Regions from separate parts of the Hordeum vulgare genome. Here all the other regions are linked to region 3. A link is a contact called in public Hi-C data. All regions are on one chromosome and are shown on one strand. Each heading gives the region's core, a stretch centred on a gene start, on an enhancer-like site or on the middle of the called end of the contact. The rest is flanking DNA. Distances are from core to core; before and after follow the strand shown. Region 1 holds the start of LOC123426426 (aminoacyl tRNA synthase complex-interacting multifunctional protein 1). Region 2 holds the start of LOC123426424 (G-type lectin S-receptor-like serine/threonine-protein kinase SD2-5). Region 3 holds the start of LOC123430163 (transcription factor BHLH6-like).

What was found. Hi-C and Micro-C count contacts between places; a contact is called where the count stands out from the background.
Region 1: a contact with region 3 is called in a Hi-C map of leaf, with 3 times the contacts expected there. The contact joins the promoter of LOC123426426 here to the promoter of LOC123430163 in region 3. A contact is called at or near these places in 2 of 6 Hi-C or Micro-C datasets (leaf and seedling).
Region 2: a Hi-C map of leaf shows a contact between it and region 3, with 2.7 times the contacts expected there. The contact joins the promoter of LOC123426424 here to the promoter of LOC123430163 in region 3. A contact is called at or near these places in 2 of 6 Hi-C or Micro-C datasets (leaf and seedling).

Annotation. Positions count from the first base shown.
Region 1 is chr2H:404,302,097-404,304,796 of MorexV3_pseudomolecules_assembly, reverse strand. It overlaps LOC123426426 (aminoacyl tRNA synthase complex-interacting multifunctional protein 1), which reads right to left and starts at 1,398. Exons shown (of 3, transcript XM_045110263.1): 1 at 815-1,398; 2 at 137-343. The coding sequence starts at 1,279.
Region 2 is chr2H:404,086,741-404,089,440 of MorexV3_pseudomolecules_assembly, reverse strand. It overlaps LOC123426424 (G-type lectin S-receptor-like serine/threonine-protein kinase SD2-5), which reads left to right and starts at 1,372. Exons shown (of 1, transcript XM_045110262.1): 1 at 1,372-2,700. The coding sequence starts at 1,637.
Region 3 is chr2H:403,488,475-403,491,174 of MorexV3_pseudomolecules_assembly, reverse strand. It overlaps LOC123430163 (transcription factor BHLH6-like), which reads left to right and starts at 1,304. Exons shown (of 4, transcript XM_045114061.1): 1 at 1,304-1,457; 2 at 1,557-1,779; 3 at 1,880-2,308. The coding sequence starts at 1,378.

The sequences.
Region 1 (2,700 bases), core at 149-2,648, 810 kb before region 3:
AGGAAAATCTTTATACAGTTAAGCGGACAACATACACAGGGCTTAAGGATACTAACTGTAGTAATCTGCATTACTTAGCATAACTGGAATCGTCAAGAGACAATGCCAAGACAAATGTCTAAATTATAAGTGATACCTGGTTTCCCGTTGCAGGTTCAGATTGAAGACTCTTTTCATCTTCAGATCCAAACCATACCCTTTCACCAGGAACAGAACCTTCTGGAGGGGTGAGCAACTCAACAGCCTCGTGAGAAGCATCAGAGGCACACATAAGCATGCCATTAGACTTGATGCCGCGCATGTTTCTTGGTTTCAGGTTAGCAAGAACAATGACATTGCTGTCCTGCATAGATCGCATGCCATAGCTGATGTCATCAGTATATTCAGTAAAATAGAAGAAAATAACTTGCACTTCATTGCAGACCATCTATATACCCAAAGACGTCAATAAACAAACTGAATGCAATCGTAGAGTGAAGCATGAGGATCTTGGCTCAAGCTAGACCAATCCTGGTAAATTCAGGAAGGTTGGCACCTGGTATTATCTCACCAAGTGAATCGACACTTCCAGCATAATCATTAAGTAAGCTGTACACTTCATCTAATAGCGATGTTGCTCTTAATTGATACATACTAAAATTTCCAGTTCGTCCACATAGATACTGGTAATAAGTAGTTACTTGCCCGCCCGCCCGCCGAAATGCGCAATTTATGTGATCTATACAAAAACTTGAGCATACTAGCTAGTACAGTACATCATTTCTAAATAACTGAAAAATCTTGGATGGACGAGTTCTCATGCATCATTCATAACCTGGAGTTGGTCGATGGGTAGGTATTTGACGAGGCCGCTGCAGATGGTGCGCGGCTGCTCCTCACCGACGTCGACCTCCTCCACGTAGAGAGTATCCGCCTCCGGGTGCAGCCACGCCTTGACGACCCGCCCCACCCGGATGTCCAGGAGGCCAGCGAGCTCGCCCACCGGAACCTCGCCTTTCTCCTCCTCCCCAGCCGCGGGCGCCGGCTTCTTCTCCTCTACGGCCGCGTGCGTAGGTGCCGGTGCGACGACGGCGTCGGAGGAAGGCAAGGAGCAAGAGCAGAAGAGGGCGGCATGTTTGGCGGATCTCGCAGCAGACAACGGTGCCAAGAAGGAGATGGATTTGGCTATGCCCCTGCAGCCAACTCGGGTCCTGGCGAGGATGGGGGTTGAAGGCGGGGAAGGGAGGCGGAGGTGAACGCGACAGCTTGATGCGAAGGCCATTCTCGCTGCGGCCATCATCGTCGTGCCGCTCTCAGGCTTCAGCTGCCGCCGGTCCGGCTCGTCTCCGCCGCAAAGCGAGGCGCTGGGATTTTATCCGATGGGGAAGGAAGGGCCCAAGTGATCCGCAGGCCGGTGGCCCATGTGTGGAACGGTGCAACCAAATAACACAATTTCTACCGCTCAAAAAAAAGCGACATTTTCTATTTACAGTGAGCAAGTGCGTCCGGCATAGTGCATACACGGGAGAGGAAGTAAAAACTGATCTAAAGAAAAGGTAAGAGCAACTTTAAGGGGGCGATTCAAACGGACAGCGTTTTTTTTTGTCCGTTTGGGTCTTTCGTCGGTCTATCCGTGTTCTTTTTGTAAATGGGTCGGCACATGTATCCAACAGAAAGCACATGAACAACAATATTGTAGTATTAAAATAATAAAAGAGAGATGGTTGGGGATGGACCAACGAATTAAATAAGCAGACAGAGGTGGGTGGGTGGTTGTGTGATAAGTAGGCCAGGCCGGCCACATGCGGACACAGAGAGGATGCGTACGCGTCCGCGTCGATGCATTTCTGTCCTAAATTTGAGCCGAAAATGGATCGGCACGGACGCGAAGCGGACACGTTTTGGCAATGGGTCCGTGCGTTGGACCATCACTATTGTCCGCGCGGATCCAAACGGACGGCGGCGGACGAAATGGATCGCCCTGTTGAAATTGCTTTAAAAACTGAACTTTCCTCGACGTTTCCTACAAAAGCACTACACGGTTTTATGACACGTGTTTTTTAAAAACACCATGATATTTATGGAAACAATGGTTTTGTATATGAAAAACGTTTATTATCAACAGATGAAATTAAGAAAATGTAAGCCGCGTCCTCTGGTGGATACTTGTCCCTATGGACCCGTCACCGCTGTGTCTAGCCTTATCTTCTCCCCGCACGCAATCTCCTCCTCCACTCATCTCTTTCCTCTCTTTTCCCCTTTCTATCTCTCTTCGCCACCCCCACCCCACACCACCACACCCCGTCGCTACTACAAACTAACGGAGTAGGAGGAGAACGACGACAACCACAACGTGTTGTATCTGTGTCGGAGCAGCTCTGTCACAACAACATAAGTGGCCCGTCATGAGCTTCATCGCAGCACCCCGTCGCCATCACGTCATGAGATGTTACCGTCGCATGCACCGGACAGTGCTGTAGTGGAGCACTCAACGGTGGCTCCCCATGTTGCGGTGCAGTGCCCGCGCGGAGGCTCAGAACCTGGTGTTGCAAGGAAGCTTCATAGGTGCATCCTACGAAGCTTCACCGGCGGCGCTCGGAGCTGCTATGGAGCTTCAGTGGCAAGCTCAAAGTTGCAATGGAGTGTCCCGGTGGCTGCAATCGAGCGCGTCTGTCTGCGAATGAACACCACCGTGCCTGCAATGGAGCCCCGTCGCGGCTG
Region 2 (2,700 bases), core at 123-2,622, 600 kb before region 3:
TGTTGGAGAAGGTCTTTTGATCAAGATTTGTAAAGTAACAAGTGAGTGCAAATATACCAAGGCCGTTGAAGATGCTCTAAGGAGGTACCGCATCCTGAGCGGTAACCATAGTAGCAAGGGGATGATCAACCATATGCTTTGATAATTACGTTTGCTGACTCAACACATTTTGTCCTTTCTTTCATTTTATTTTGTAATTTGCAATTATCTACACATCTCACTTGCTTGCAGATAACAAGACCAATGGGATTGACAACCCTTTTACCCGTGTTGGGTGTAAGTTGTTTGTTTTTTATGTGTAAATTATTTGTTTTTTGTGTGCAGCCACTGAGGACGGTTGTTGTTGATATTTTTATTGATTCGATAAATCTTGATTTCATAACTGAAAGAAAATACTTACCTATATTGTGCTGCGATAACCCGTTTCTCTTTACGAAAAAACCCAATGCAGATCACAAGTATCGATCGTCTTCGAGGACAAGGAGAGGTTTAGATTGGAAACAATCCGGTTCGAAGTTGCACTGTTCCGCACTGGCTACAATGCCATCCTTAGCAGGTCGGCCTACTTCAAATCCATGGTGCTACTCTCCTACGAAGAAATAGACCGACTCCTAGCTACTAGAGGTGATTCTACATGTTGGTTGTGGGGTCAACTGACCAACAGCTTTAAAAAAACAGTCTAAAACATTCTACACTTATTATTCAGTGTGAACATATTTTTAATTTCTTTAGCAATAACCCCACATATGCTTGAGGTTGGCTTCTGTCGGCTGCTAGCTGCCGAGTTCATTAAGAAGGTCCCGCATCCTGAGCGGTAACCCAAGAGGATGGCCCCACCGTGGTAACCATAGTAGCAAGAGGATGCCCCCACCCTATACTTTGATAATTACGTTTGCTGACTCAACACGTTTTGTCCTTCCTGTTCATATAGCAGGGAAGGAGAGGAGAAAAACAGTCTGCTCAAAACCACGGTAGGAGCACACGGGAAACCGGTTGACGCAGTCAGACGCGGATCTTCACCTACCATGCCAATGCCGTCGCCCGGCAGAAGTAGCCAACCAACCAACCAATGATCATTTCGGAAATTCGGAGTAGTCGGACTAATCCAACCTGCAAAAATCCCAAGAGAAGTGCAGCTGGTATGAACAGAGGAAGGCGAGCCCGTCTTTTTGATCCGGCGGCCAACCATTAATTAGATTATTATAAGCAAAAAACTGACGTACTCCCTCCGTCCAGGTGTATAGGGCATGCGCGTTGTTCTAGGTCGTTAATTTAACTATTTAAATATATATTATATGTAATAAATAATATACCATTAGATTCATGTGAGGGTGTAGTTTCTAAATATGTAATTTTTATCACATATAATATATATTTAGCTAGTTAAATTGACAACCTAGAACTACGCGCATGCCTTATACACTTGGACGGAGGTAGTAGTTGACTTTCATATACCCATGCTTGCTTGATTAGTTTGCCTAATCATCGTGACCCATCTTTCATGATGGGCACAAGGAAAGTAGCAGCAAGAGGACTGCATTTACTCTGAGAATACTATTACAATAATTTTTTCTTTGGCATCGACACATTTTCTTCCAAAAAAGTTACTCTAAACCACGAGACAAGCAACAATGACATGCCTGCAGGAGTAGCCGATGACTCACCTTTCGGTGACAGCCAAACACAAAGCACCCAAAACACCGCGTGGTATGGTTGTGAACTTCGGATGCTGAGAATAGCAAGACGAAGACTTGTTGACTGCTTACTTCTTTCCGCGGAGCTCACATCTGCTTCACTGATTCTGCATAACCAGGTGAGATCTTTTTCTCCTCTGAAAGCTCATCCCCGCAATAGCCCCCATATCTCCTCTCAAAACTCACTGGTTTTTCTTACAGTCTCCATGGGCCCTGCCGGCCTCCACCGTTTCTTGCTCATCGTGCTTGCAGCTGCAGCACCATTGCTCTCTGCGTCGCAGCGTTTCGACTACCCCGCAGCGAACCTCTCGACGCTGTGGATCAACAACAAAGCTTTCCTCCCACATAGTGTCAGCTACTCCGACGGTTCAGCCGTGCGGGCCATTGTCCTCCATTCACCCAAAACCTTCTATGGCCCCTCCTTTGCCGCAGGATTCGTCTGCGCCTCCCCCTGCGATGTCTTCCTCTTCGCTGTCTTCATTGTCTACACCAATAGTGGTGCCAAGATCACCATGCCGACTACTGGGACTCCGCAGGTGGTCTGGTCTGCCAACAGGGCTCGCCCTGTCAGAGAGAACGCTACCCTTGAGCTTTCCTCGGATGGAAACTTGGTCCTCTGTGATGCTGATGCTAGCCTCGTCTGGTCGAGCAGCAGCTCTGGGCGGTCTGTAGCTGGCATGATGATCACCGAGGTCGGTAATTTGGTCTTGCTTGATCAGAGAAATGCAACAGTGTGGCAGTCATTTGCTCACCCTACTGATGCATTGGTCCCTGGGCAGTCGCTTCTGGAAGGTATGAGGCTCGTAGCAAGTACGTCTGCAACAAATTGGACAGAGAATCAGTTGTACATGACAGTTCTCCCTGATGGATTGTATGCTTATGTCGGATCCACACCACCACAACTCTATTTTTCGAAACTGGTGAACAATAACAAGACAGGAAAGGATCCAACAAAGGTCACCTTCATGAACGGCAGCCTCAGCATCTCTGTGCAGTCCAAGCAACC
Region 3 (2,700 bases), core at 55-2,554:
GGGGGGGGGGGGGCTGTCAATTTATAGCACCGGAATCGGGTCAAATCGGTGCTCACGGGCCCCACAAAGACATGTATTGCGGCTCAAAGGTAGCCGCGCCACCCGTCCATGTGGACTCCTATTGGCCCTTCTTGGTACTTGTTAGCTCCAATATTTTCTATATAATCTCCAAAAAAAATCATCCAATTTTGAAAGCTTTTATTTCTGTTCAAAACAACGTCAGTGTGGGATAGTTGTTTTCAGAATTTTTTTCCATAGAAGTTATCACTAAAGCATATTGAAGAGGTATGGTTCAGAATGAAGTATGTAGCTTCTATGGTTCAGATTTTTGTTTTCAAAATAGTTGTCACTAAAATCTTCTGAAGAAGTATGGTTCAGATTTTGAAAATTCATGTGTTCTTCTTTAGCACGGCATGACCAAAAAAATCCTTGTAGCTCCAAGACCGCTTACAAAAGTAAGAAAGGAGTCATTCATATTATTCTATTCAACCTTCTTTATTCTACACACATGCTTAAATTATGACATGGGGTCGTCCTATTAGTAAATCCAGACATTCACGTTATAGAATATGTGTTTTTAGTAGTCATGTTTAGGTACTATCAGGGACGAATTTAGGGGGGAGAGGGGGGCTAGACCCCCCTAACAAATCGATTCTTCTACTATGATTGTGATTGTTGTAGGCAAAAAAATTCACTTCATATGAACTTTGCCCCCTTCATGAACAAACTTGCCCCCTCTATGCATGAATGTTGGCTCCGTCTTTGATACTTCTCCCCTGTTTTATAATATTAGAGCATTTCTAACACTGTTTTTGAAAGTACATTAGTATTAAAAATGTTTTTATATTATGGAACGAAGGGAGTAAGGTCATCTTCAGTTTTATGTAAAGCTACTAGTTAAAAAAAAACTACTAATTAATGCCCTTGCGAAGAGCCTCATTTTGTGTCAACGAAAAGAGAAAAGGAAAGAAACTGTTGTCGTCGCGTTGGGGCTGAGCTAACAAGGCACGTGTGTTAGTAGACTAGTAGTACGAGTAGTAAATCGAGCTATCACGAATGCTCCATGTGCTAGATTAGCCAAACTTAATTAATAATCCCGCACGCGAGACAGTGCTCTGCGCGTGAAAGAGAGTGGCGTGCGTGTCCGCCTTGAATTTCCCCACGTTTTTCGCCTGGTCGTTACGCGGAGGCGGAGACCACAGGCCAGCGCGTCCCTGTCCCGTGCGCGGGGCCCGCCAGCCAGCCACTCATGCTAGCCCGCGCCTATATATAAGGGCTCAAAGGGACAAGTGAGAGCACCTGGAGAAAGAGCGACAGAGCAACAGAACAGAGAAGAGCATCAACTCGCGACGAATCAGAGGGGAGAAGAAACAAGACATGGACCCGGACATGGGCGAGAACTTCGCATACTACTGGGAGACGCAGCGCTACCTCGAGTCGGAGGAGCTCGTTGACAGGTACGCCTTTTTCCCGCCTTCCGGCCATCCATCGCGCCATTGTTGAGGGATTTTGGAGGAGAGGGTGACGGTGATTCAATTCATGGTACTTGGCTGCAGCATCTTCGTGGGGGCGACCGAAGACGCCATCTCGTACTACGACTCCAGCTCGCCGGACGGTTCACACTCGTCCTCGACGCTGACGGGGGCGGCCATGCCAGGGGCGGGGATCGGGATGGGTGGCACTGGGGCGAACAAGAACATCCTGATGGAACGCGACCGCCGCCGCAAGCTCAATGAGAAGCTCTACACGCTCCGCAGCGTCGTGCCCAACATCACCAAGGTGAGCGCAAGCATCTCAGCCGGCACCGGCATTGCTAGTACACAGCAGCATCTCCATCGCCGGAGAGACGATTCTAACGGCAAGTTCCTCGTCGTTGCAGATGGACAAGGCCTCGATCATCAAGGACGCCATCGAGTACATCCAACATCTGCAGGCGGAGGAGCGGCAGATGGAGGCGGAGGTGTCCGCGCTCGAGTCCGCCACCGGCGCGGACGATGACTGCGACGGCGGCCTCTCCGTGGAGCAGGTCTCCTCGGCACAGAGGAAGAAGGTGAAGCGCGCTCTGTCGGTCTCGTCCATGAACGACGCCCTGCTCGCCGCGGCGGCAGTTGCCTCGCCGCCCGTGGAGGTCCTGGAGCTGCGCGTGTCGGAGGTGAGCGAGAAGGTGCTGGTGGTGAGCGTGACGTGCAGCAAGCAGCGCGACGCCATGACCAAGGTGTGCCGCGTGCTCGAGGAGCTCCGCCTCAGGGTCATCACCGCCAACATCACTTCCGTCTCCGGCTGCCTAATGCACACCCTCTTCGTCGAGGTACGTCGCCGCCGCCGCCGCCGCCGCCATCCACAATTCATGAGAACCAGTTCTTTCGCACGATTCTATCCGATCCGATGGCTCTGTTTCTGCTTCTGTTAGATAATAAGATGACGTTGGTTGTGCTGACGTCACAGACCCCTTCTTTTTAAGTTGGTTGACTGAATTTGACTTTTACCATTGGTAGACCCTTTTAGTTTCCTCTTTTAAGGTCTTTTTAAGGTCCAAAGTCCGTAGTTTTGTTACGTCAAAAAGGTCGTTCCTCTGTTCCATTTGCGGCGTTCAACGCCACATCACACGCAAGAAACTCAAAATGCTCCAGAAAAAGAAAATATTCCTTTCCCATTCGAGGGATCTCCTCGATCCATATTTTGGGCTTTTGGCCGCTGGAT